Regions from separate parts of the Mus musculus genome. Here region 2 is linked to region 1. The links are chromatin contacts, called in public HiChIP or PLAC-seq maps. All regions are on one chromosome and are shown on one strand. The core of a region is the stretch at or near the end of the contact, and the rest is flanking DNA. Distances in the headings are between cores, read along the strand shown.

What was found. HiChIP or PLAC-seq counts read pairs in DNA pulled down with a chosen protein or histone mark.
Region 2: an H3K27ac HiChIP or PLAC-seq map of microglia shows a contact between it and region 1, with 5 times the contacts expected there. The contact joins two enhancer-like sites. A contact is called at or near these places in 8 of 484 Hi-C or Micro-C datasets (CD8 T cells, gonadal supporting cells, liver and 4 more), 8 of 115 datasets of contacts at active chromatin or transcription factors (CD8 T cells, the HPC-7 cell line, T-cell acute lymphoblastic leukemia and 5 more) and 4 of 9 other capture datasets (adipose tissue, bone marrow-derived macrophages, liver and 1 more).

The regions. Positions count from the first base shown.
Region 1 is chr4:8,840,252-8,845,933 of GRCm38.p6, forward strand. Chd7 (chromodomain helicase DNA binding protein 7) reads left to right here. Exons shown (of 38, transcript NM_001277149.1): 18 at 138-305; 19 at 845-1,024; 20 at 4,061-4,171; 21 at 4,256-4,461. Among named protein-coding and RNA genes, the nearest start is that of Gm46842, 68 kb to the right of the region's middle. Within about 2 kb of position 2,725, at least 128 of the 459 cell types and tissues checked have an H3K27ac peak or open chromatin away from gene starts, as enhancers often do. A contact at or near this core is called in acute myeloid leukemia, adipose tissue, bone marrow-derived macrophages and 1 more, where this site is marked.
Region 2 is chr4:9,107,959-9,113,640 of GRCm38.p6, forward strand. No RefSeq gene overlaps it. Among named protein-coding and RNA genes, the nearest start is that of Gm50597, 11 kb to the right of the region's middle. Within about 2 kb of position 2,598, at least 38 of the 459 cell types and tissues checked have an H3K27ac peak or open chromatin away from gene starts, as enhancers often do. A contact at or near this core is called in acute myeloid leukemia, adipose tissue, bone marrow-derived macrophages and 1 more, where this site is marked.

The sequences.
Region 1 (5,682 bases), core at 1,475-3,974:
ATTACCTCTGAGTCCTCATCTCTAAATCTAACATTGAGATCAGCTTTTAACCCACGTAATTAGGGAGGACACAGACCTGTGTGTGCTCCACAGTCCTGTGCTCCATTGCAGCAGCCTTTGGTTCCTTTTCTTTCTAGGCTCAAGCTAGATGCCACAGAATAGGGCAGAGCAAATCTGTGAAAATCTACAGGCTGATTACAAGGAACTCCTATGAAAGGGAGATGTTTGACAAGGCTAGTCTGAAGCTGGGTCTGGATAAAGCCGTGTTGCAGTCCATGAGTGGAAGAGAAAATGCCACTAACGGGGTAAGAAGAAACTGCCCAGGTTGTGCGTTCAGTCTGCCTTCCTTTTGCATCCAGCTAATTGTTAGGAAGTATTTGACATTGTTTTTTGTTGTTTATTTTCTTGAGACAAGGCCTCACTATGAGCTCTTGCTGGCCTGGAACTTGCAGATCCACCTGTTTTTAACCTCCTGATTTCTGGGTTTAAAGGAGTGTGTTACCACACTCCACTGGCTGGTGGTTTTGGTTTGGTTTGGTTTGGTTGGGTTGGGTTTGGTTTTGGTTTTATTCGAGACAGGGTTTCTCTGTGTAGCCCTGGCTGTCCTGGAACTCACTCTGTAGACCAGGCTGGCCTTGAACTCAGAAATCCGCCTGCCTCTGCTTCCCAAGTGCTGGGATTAAAGGCGTGCGCCACCACTGCCCGGCTCCACTGGCTGTTTTTTAACCTCAGATTCTCAGTATATTTTATTGTATTTTCCTTTGTTATAAGTAAACTCTCTTAAGACATTTAGTTTGTGTTTTAAGCCTGAATTACTCTGAATACTTAAAATTTCTCTGAAAAGGTACAACAGCTGTCCAAGAAGGAAATAGAAGACCTCCTGCGAAAGGGGGCATATGGTGCACTTATGGATGAAGAAGATGAAGGGTCTAAGTTTTGTGAAGAGGATATTGACCAGATTCTCCTTCGACGAACCCACACTATCACCATTGAGTCTGAAGGAAAAGGCTCCACATTTGCTAAGGTTTGAATCCAGGTCTTTAGTGCAGCCTTCTAGAACTCATGAAGAGAACTTATGCAGAACATTGGCCTTTCATTGTGAATTATAGACTAGTTATTACTTTCCCAGCGCCTCCCAACACACACAGCGTTCTCTGTGCGCTGGGTTCTCTCCTGTGCGGTCCCTCATGGTCCTGTCCTCCTGTGTTCTTCCCGATGCTCCCGCTATGAAGTCCTCGTGTGAATTTTGTTCTTCATAATCTCCCAGACCCCAGTGCCCAAAACGACCCGAAAAGATGATCAGGTCGCTCCATGTTTAAGTCTGTCTTGTTTTCCCCTTTCGTTAGGGCTCCACAGCTCTGCTCACAGCTAAAATGAGCCCATGGCATTCTACCCCAGCTCCTGCCACTGCCTGCCTCACAGCTGGCACCGTGTGCTCTTCCACCAAGCCAGCCCGCTAAGGCCAAGCTGCTCTGAGCCCTGACTGTCGCCTCAAACCCACTTGCTAGTATTCGGGTTGTCCACACCAAGGCTCACTCTACTTTGTAGTTTTGCTAAACTGGTTTACTTGCCGTAAAGCATGAAATTCAACACTTTGACATATTATAGGCTGGGGTGACCGTTAGCACAACGCTAGGTTTTGAATGTTCCTACTACCTCAGAGAGCTCCCTGTGCCCATTAGCAGGCAGTCCCTACCCTTCCCGCTTCACCCAGTTCTGCAAACCGCATGCTCTTTTTTTTTAAATAGCTTTGTCCACCCTGGAAACACCACTCGGTGTGAAGTTATATCACGTGTGGTCTTTTGAGTGCTTTCATAAAATTAATGTTTTTCATGTTTGCCCTTATACTATACATGGATAATTTGTTTTGTTTTGGTTTGGTTTGGTTTTTCCAGACAGGGTTTCTCTGTGTAACCCTGGCTGTCCTGGAACTCACTCTGTAGACCAGGCTGGCCTCAAATAATTTATTCCTTTATGGTTTGCAATGTTCTACTGTGCGGGTATCACACAGTGACCAGGTGATGATAAATGCTCCAGTCATTTATTAATTGCTAATTGATGAAATTTGGGTTATTTTTACTTTGGGATTTTCAGTGTAGTAGGGTTTTTTTTTTTTTTTTTTTTTTTGGACATGTCTTTTCGTTTCTCTTGCACATTCGACAGAAGCAGAACTCTAGGTGATGTTAGCTTTCTTGGCTCCCCAGTGAGGTCTGTGCATGCTTATCATTTAAGGAACTAACAGGCTGGGTTTCTTTGTTTCTGTTTCTCTTTTAAACAAATTGGGGAAAGTTCTGGGCTCCAACCCCCCCCCCCCATCTTCTTCCACTGGTCATTGTATACAGCATCCCTTATCTAAAAAAAAACTACTGCCTTCAGTGGCCCCTCCACTCTGCAGAAGCCCCTTCATCTGCCTTCACATCACATAAGACCTATTATTCCTTCTCCCCTTTTGCTTAAAAATCTCTTCCTGTCGTTTCATGACGGAGCCTACACACACACATATAGCATCCAGGTTCACATGTGAAACAAATGTGTTTATATCTCTGAGCCTGCCTTAGATTGCTCCACACCGTGGTTTCTGGCTCCATCCACTTCCTCGCAAGTGCCATGATTTTGTTTTTCTTTACAACTAAATAAAAGTCCACTGTGTATAGCTAGAACATCTTCTTTTATCAGTTCCTCTGTTGTTGGACATCTAGGCTGGTTCCATTTCCTGCCTATTGTGAAACTTGGGTGTGCAAGTGTCTCTGTGGTGTGTTGACTCAGAGACCAGCCTTCAAGAACACAATCTGGTGGCGTGGCTGGGTGACATGGTAGTGCTATTTTTAGTGGTTTGAGGCGCTCCACACTGACGTTCATAGTGGCTCTGTGAATTTTCGTCCCTATTGGCAATGAATACGAATTCCTTTTTCACTCCATCCTGGACAGCATTCCTTGTTTGTTTGTTTTCTTCCAATTTCTGTTTCCCCGGTGGCTAAAACTGTTGAACCTGTTTTCTTTCTGGATGGATCACTTCCTGTTGCTTTCCCATACCTGTGTGTTCAGGTGGCTTTTCCCTCGTCCTCACAGGTACCATGTTAACTAGTTTGTGATCTGTTTCAAGCTGAGCTGTCTGTGGTGTGAGGAAGGAGTTGAGCTCCCCCGTGGCCCCAGCTTGTAGAGGTTCTTCTCTGGCCTCTGCACGCTCATGTCGTTACAGTCTCTTGCAGTCTTTCCTCAGTCCTCACATGCAGTCTCAGCATGTGTAAGACACATGTGTAAGACACACGTACGTGTTTCACGCACGCATGCACGCACGTTCTCCTTCTGAGTAACATGCAGATGCCAGAGTTGGATGTGGTAGTTCTCCCTGCCTTCTTCACTCTTGTTGTTCATGTCTGCTGATGTCTACCTCTATTAATTTCACCTTTTGAAGAAGGTCTTTTTAGGAAGTCTTCTTCATATTTGGTCATTATTTCTGGTGTAAACTGCTGGAGCAGTGTGCTCTAACCTCACTGGTGGCTGTCGCTATAACTTCTCCCCCATGCAACTCGAGGCACAGCCATGTCCATATTAAACTTATCCCTATTTTCTAATAGCTCCTGCTTCCCCTGGGCTAGGGCTCAGACTGCTAACCACACGTGCCCGCCCCCTGCTCCGGCCTCCACCCTCATCAACTTGCCATGGCTCCTGTACCTCGAGCCCCTCATCCTTGCTCCTCTCCTGGGCCTTTGTGCAGGGCTCTGCCATGAACATTCCTGCCACCTCTCTTCTTGTACAAGTCTTCTAAAATATGGTCCAAGCATTTTCTTCTAGAGAAAACTAATTTTTTTTTTAGATCTGCTCCTAGCAGGACTTTGCTGGAACCAAGTTCCAGGCCTTTCTCAATTGCTTGTACTTTTCTACTCCTGTGGCAGGTGTGGAAAAGTGTACATGGGGCACTTGTCATCTGTCTCCCATCCACTATACTGCCTTGCAGAGGCTGAGCACGCATATACTGTGACTAGATAAACAGAGGCTACCGGGGGTCCTGACTCTGAGAACCGCATCTCAGAGTAACGCACACGTTTTCCACCTTTAGGCCAGCTTTGTTGCGTCTGGAAATAGGACAGACATTTCTTTGGATGACCCAAATTTCTGGCAGAAGTGGGCTAAGAAGGCTGAATTGGACATCGATGCCTTAAACGGGAGGGTGAGTGAGAAAGTCCCATCCAGACTGCTGCCTAATCTGACCCGAAGGTTGGTATGACGCTCACCATGCTTGCTCTTTCGTTAGAACAACCTGGTTATTGACACTCCTCGAGTGAGGAAGCAGACCCGGCTATACAGCGCAGTGAAGGAAGACGAACTGATGGAGTTCTCCGACCTGGAAAGCGACTCCGAAGAAAAGCCTTGTGCAAAGCCACGGCGCCCCCAGGATAAGTCTCAGGGCTATGCCCGGAGCGAGTGCTTCAGGGTAGAGAAGAATCTGCTGGTTTACGGGTAAGGCCGGTTCGCTGCATGGAGTCTCATTTTATTTTACCAACAGCTGGAATTCTCAGTTGTCATAGGAAAACCTTCTTTCTGTGGATCTGCGTGGCTCCCCTTAGCGTGGCCAGACAGATACCTCCGCACTAACTTTCTGCAGGTTGTGGCTCGTAAAGTCGATATGACCCACGTTCTAAATCCTCCTGGGTGTGGAGAGAGAAGCCACTGGAATTTATGAGTGCTAGCTTGCACCATGGGAATTACGACAGTTCTAATTATTAAAAACTAAGAATGATGTAAAATTGCAAAATCTTTTGGCAGTGTACTGTCACATAAACTTTATGACCATAGTCACCTTTAATAGATTTCTGCTGTAAAGGCTTAGCAGAGGCAGGGCTTCCTTCATGTGCCTGTCCTCCAGCTAGTCTGCAGCCTCAGAGCCCATCTGAACGTCTCCAGTCTGTGGGCTTCCTTCTGCTACAGGACGACTCCCACATCAGCTTCCCATCCCATGTCCCATGGCACCCACGTAGCACTTTGAATCGCAGGGTCCTCAGTAAACACCTGAATGAGTAGGAAGAACGTGCTCACAGATCATGGGGCTGTAGACAGATTCCATTAAAACAGAGACAGCCAACAGAGCACCTGTCACTGGTTCCATGTTGTCCTGGCTATGGCCTGAGGCATTTCTTCCAATGGCTCCTTGCTGGTGAAGGGGGGGGGGGGGCGACTGGGGGGATAGCACATGTCCGAGGCCTACAGGGTTCTGCGGCTGACACTTGTCTGTCGGAATCTTTCTCATGGGTGAGCTCTGTTTGGGAGCTTAGCTTCCACTAACTCCCCTGTCGCCCCTACCCTTCTCTGTGTGCCCCCTTGGTTCTGCCTAGGCCCCGCCCCCTCCTACACAGGTGACCAGCCTTAAGCCTGCCTCCGCTCCGCGCCCCTTTGCACTCTGGCCTGCATGTCTCATCATTCTCTCTCCTGATGGAATCCCATTCAGCATTTCCAGAAGGACAGGAGCTCTTTCAGTGTATCCTCAGTGTATGCGCCGTGCCACAGATACACCGTGCTGCATAGATGTTTGTGTGCCAGCTGTACACTGGGTAGCTCGCCGGCCTCTACCCAGGACAGAGACTTACCCCTGTACCTTTGCCCCTGTACCTCCTTCCTTGTTTCGGCCTGATGATCATAGATACAAACTATGTTGGAAACCTTAGGACTGGAGCATACTTATAA
Region 2 (5,682 bases), core at 1,348-3,847, 270 kb after region 1:
TAGACAGGATTGTTGTCAGGGAGCTTTTTTTCCCCCCCTTCCAAACCAAATTAAATTTTATCATTTGGTTCTTAGTCTAGGAAGACTCAGGTGCTTTGGGCTGCTTATACAAAATATCCTTGCTGAGTAATTGGCGAACGTCAGAAATCATTGCTCGTAAAATCGGAAGTCTCGGAAGTCCTGCATCAAGACACTGGAGGTATCTGTGTCTGATGACGGCTCACCGCTCAGAGACTGAGTGTTTTTCTCCTGGTGGAAGTGATGGCATCTTTCCACCCTCTTTTGGAAGGACACTAGCCATGCTCTTGGTGGTTGCCCCTACTTGATCTCACATTCTAAAGGCCCTGCCCCAATGTCATTACCTTGGGGCCTAGTTTCAACACGTGAGTTTGGAGGCACACAAACAAAGTGTAGCAAAGTCCAAACCAGAGAGGGTGGGGCATTTTCTTTGAAGACAAGTCTACCCTTTGTTTGCAATCCCCATTTTTCCAATGATGTGACTTGGTGCCAAAATTCTAGCAGGGGACTCAAGCAGGAGTGTTCCGTGAACATCTTTGTAGCATCTTCCCATTCTCCGGAGTTTAACGCCTTAGCTTGTCCTTTGCGTTGAGCCTCGTTGTGAAGCAGCGATTTTTACGTTCTTTTGCCTTACATGCTGGAATCTAAGTCATTCGTTGAGTAGGCATTGAGGGTCTAAAGGAAGCACTCTTTCAGGCATTTGGGATTTATCAGGCAACAATACAGAATAAGTTCCTCTGCCCAATATTTAGTACAATGAAATTTGCAATGTTAGCTGATAAATAGACTCCAACTAAGTTTCTCCTTTCCTATGAAAGTGATGGTGTCTGACTCAAACTTTTCTGAGCCATGCATTACTGTTGATCTTGTAATTCTAGTATAAGATGGCTCCACAGAACTCTACTGCAGTCCATTTTAATCTCAAGGTGTCTGTCTGTTTAGTATCTGTCTCCTCCCCATCTTTCTCGGGATCTGCCTTTCATCGGGTAATATGTACCTTCCTAAGAGTGTTTGGAAGAAAACATGAAGATTAGGCAAGATTGTTGTCAGAAACTGATTTTTTGTTTTTGTTTTTGTTTTTTTACTTCCAAACTAAATTTAAGTATTTGATTCTTAGTCTGTGAAGAGTCTCAGCTGCTGTGGGCTGCTTATACAAAATGTCATTGGTTATGCTTTCACGTGTAAGCCCAGGTGAAGCTGTTGGAACCTCAAAGACCATAAAGATTTAGTCAGATTAAATACAAATCTCCACCCAGGATTGTTACTTTGTCCTAATTTAGATTCCCTTCCTTCTGTTTGTAACCTTCCATGTAATACATCTGCTCGCATCTGTCTGTTTATTACAAGTGGAATCTGGATTTACTGTGTTAGAAAGATCTTTCTTCTGCACTGGGCAGGCAGAACCACTGAGTTAGGGGCCAAGCTTGCTCCCAAGTCAGCGTCTTATTTCAAAGTGCTCATCTCTGTTGAGCCGTAAGCAGGATCACAGTGCATCCAGAGGCAGATGGTGGCTTGCTTCACCAGGTGCCTGAAGGAGGAGAGGGTCTCCCTAGGATCTGCACACATCCTTTTCCATTTGGGATTTCCTCTGGATGAGAGCGCAGTCTGAGGAGCTGCTATGATGGAGAAGAGTGAAGGCCATATCTGATTCTCATTAATTCTTTTAGTAACTTCTGTGAGACTCTGTTATTCTCTTTTGCAACATAATGAAAATACCACTTTAAAGATCTAACCTAAGATATTTCCTTAAAAGTGCTGGGCACCTGGAGCTGATTATCATGGCTAGCTGTAGGCTTCCTTCTAATTTAGAACCTGAGAATATGACATCAACTAAACTTACCACGTTGGATGTGCAACAGGTATTTTTAGTTCTAATATATAACTAGACCATAGAATATATAATAAAATGAAAAGGACATGTCTCTATAGGTGTAGATGCTTTACGCAAATATTGCACAAGGACACAATTCTACAAAAAATTACTTCATTGTTTACTTGAAATCTACGTTTTAAAAGACACTAGAGCGCACCTCACTGCTTCCCTTAACTCTTTCATTGTCCCGGGGTGGGGGACAGGGGTTGCTGCTGGTAATCCCCAGTTGCTCTTTTCTCTTTAGGCCTCCAAGAAAGGGGAAATAATGCACTTGTGGAGTTAATCCTGCCTCCCATCATTACATTACCAATGGGGCAGGCAGTGGTCCTGACAGCCAGGAGACACAATTCATCCAGGAGAAACCAATGTGGGCACAGTTGGTGAGCTGCCCTTCGGCCCAGGCTGCCCACACACTCCACTAAGATGGCCTCCTCCCAATTCTCCTGCTCATAGAATCCCCAGGAAAGCCAACTAAATATAACCATCAATGGAGGTAGAATCCCCCTTTCTTGGATTAAAATTTTCTAAGGTTTAAAAACCTCCGATGGCATTATAATTTTTTAATTTACAAAAGTTAAAACAACACAGCTTAAAATTTCCCTTGTTAACCACTTCTTAAGTGTAAAGTTCAGTTGTGTTATGTGTATTGACGGTGTTGTGCAACCAGCGTCTAGACGGTTTTTATCTTGCAAAACTGCTTCTCTGGACACATTAGGCAAGCCTCTCTATTTCCTGCCTCCCCCATGGGCTGGCAACCGTCCTAAACGCTTTGCATCTTTAGGAACTTGGCGACTCTAAGTGCCTTGCATAAGTACAACCATAAGATATTACAGCTATTAAAATATTTATATGGAATTTTGATTGAAGTTACATTAAATTTATAGACTTTAAAAGAGACTTGGTAATGAATTTTGCTATAAGTTACCACAGGAGTCCCTTAAGGTCAACCCTGCAGATTTCTTATTGAGTACCACCTAGGCGTTTTGTGTTTTTGATTGCTCTTTCTTCTCCACCATGCTGGGGCTACATCTAGGCTGTAACACTTGCTAGACCAGTATTCTTTGCTCTTTTTCTTCTGAGGTAGGGATCTCATGCAGATTCATCAGTTTCAAACTCCCCATGGAGCTGAGGTTGGTCTTGAACTCTTAACCTTCCTACCTCTGACTCTCCTATGCCGGGTGGGATAGGAGTGCACCAGATGCCTGCTTCTCTCTTGCCTGCCTTTTATGATTGAAATCTTCTCATTATATTTCAAATTGCTGTTTTTTTTTTAAGGAACAGGAAAAAGAAAATGATATTGTACAATCCTATTGCCACTACAAGATGACTACTGCTATTAAAAGTCACCCCCTCTGACATACACTCACCCTTGCAGTTTCAAACACTGTTTCCAAACACATACTAGTGAATTTCTGCTCTAATCATAAGGACGTTTTCAGACAAAACCATGAACTTGCTGTATTAGATTCATTGCTACATTCTTTAGTAAATTTGCTACATTTCACTATTAAGTTTGCTAACACTGTGTGCAATTCTTTTCGGTTGCAGGTAAGAGTCGGACTATCGTTTTCTCTCTTGGTATTTGTAAGATAGTTTATTAGAGTTTGCTATGTTGGTTGCACAGTAATGAACATTTCTATCATTTTGAAAGCTTTGGAGTAATTCAAGTAGACAGAGCTATCAGACTACATTTTCTTTAAAGGCTTGAAATTCTTAGCCAAGTGAAGTCCTGTAGCTAGTACAACACATACAGGCTGTAAGTTAGAATCAACAACCTGGCTGCCTCACTTTTTAAAAGACTCAGGGCACAGATCAGCTTCTCGTATTATTGAAAGGTAGACAAACATCCAAGACTGTTGAGGCGGCAAGCCCGGTGGGTGCTGGAGCAGGTTTGGAGTCTGCTGTTGCCAGATGACTTGGCTCACCTCTGTAAAGTGGGGATAACCACGGAACTGTCACACACGGCAGGGTTGGAGGTGCTGTCAGTGAGTAGCATTCATCTAGCAAATACAGGCACCAGGCCCAGCACTGAGACACAGCGCGAGAAATGGGGGTAGCCCACACAAATAAGCAATAGCCAAGCAGGCTGGTCTAAAAAACAGTTTTGTTAATTCTTGGCAAGTTTCATACATTATATTTTGACCACCACTTCTATTCCTTCCCTCATCTTCTCCCAGGTCCACCCATCATTCTATAGTTACCCAACTCCATACCCTCATTCCTCTCCTTTTATTTGTTTATTTTTTATTCATGCAGTATAATCAGTGCTGACTATGCACTCCTGAGTGTGTGACCATCCCCTAGAACACGTGAGACCTGCCAGGAGCCATAGCCTTCAACAAAATGTACCCAGTTTTATTTGCACAATCTGTTTGTCAGTCTCTGGAAGGCTCCCGACACTATCATCAGTAATTTGGGGCATCTGGTACATGGGACATCAGTTTGGGAAGATAGCCATCCCCGTATCCTTCTGCACTGACTATAATGACATTCAGAGCAGCTGACACTTTGCTTGCAGCTCTGGGCCACGGGAGCGTCCCACAAACACTACCTTACAGAGGAAACCTGTGGTCTTGGGGGAATGAGGTGCCGCAGCAAACTAAGACAGAAGACAAGAAAGCACACCATGTACTTGTGTGACAACAGATGATTTTTATAGTCTTTCCCAATCTCCGAGTTTATTCCTCTGTAACTTGTGTAACAGTGTGTATCCTAAAATTTTAGCCACTTAGCTGTAGAAAAAGGCAAGCTATGGCAAAGTGCAAACTATGATGGCTCAGTGGTTAAGAACACTTGCTGTTTTTGAAGTGGACATGCCATATCGAGTGGCTCACAGTTGCTTATAACTTCAGTTCTAGAAGAAATTGTGCCCCCTTCTGGCCCCTATAGCCAGACCCCTGCACACATGTGGAGCACATATATACACCCAAGCACACAACACATACATATGAAATAACAAATACATCCTTAAAGATTCTCAAGCACGAAAAACTAAAGGCCTAAGATTATGAAAGAGGTATTTATATAACTGTGTATGTACACACACACACACACTCACACACACACACACACACACACACACACACACACACACACACAGCATTGCAGAAAATCTTGAATCATCTTAGCCCTTGGTCAAAGTATCCTAAGGCACAGTGTGTGTGTGTGTGTGTGTGTGTGTGTGTGTGTGTGTATGTGTGTGATTTGCACCAGGTGTCACCACCTCTCTGTGAAAAGGGCTAGGTAGTAAATGTATTTGGTTTTGTGGCCTTTGGGAGATAGTCACCTCTGTCTCAGGCTGCAGAAGTCACCACACACTACACAGAAATGAATGACGGTGGCTCAGTTCCAAGAAAACTTTCTGGATACTGCAGTGTGGGTCATTTTCACATGTCATGAAATTATACTTGTCTCCTTCAATCATTATATAGGGGTCAAAAGCCCCCTATAGTAGCTTGTAGGCCATGCAGCAGTAGATGTTGGAACGCTCTCTTGCTGCTCCCCGCTCTGCCAGCCACTACACAACTCTTTGGTAGAATCATCTGCACTCACAGATGTTAGACTGAATGGCAGAAGAGCCTGATGCAAATTCAGCAAAGCACCACTGAAGCAAGCAACTTGCCTGGAAATCTCCCACGCTCTGAACCAACTGAACCCTCTCCACGGTAAGGAACGACTTCATCAGAAATGAAGAATGCCCAAGCCACTTTGCAGTCAGAGAAGGGATCAAAAGAAAAAACAAAAAAACCACCAGTCAGATTTTGGTTTGCTTTTGTGGTGTTGTGGATCAA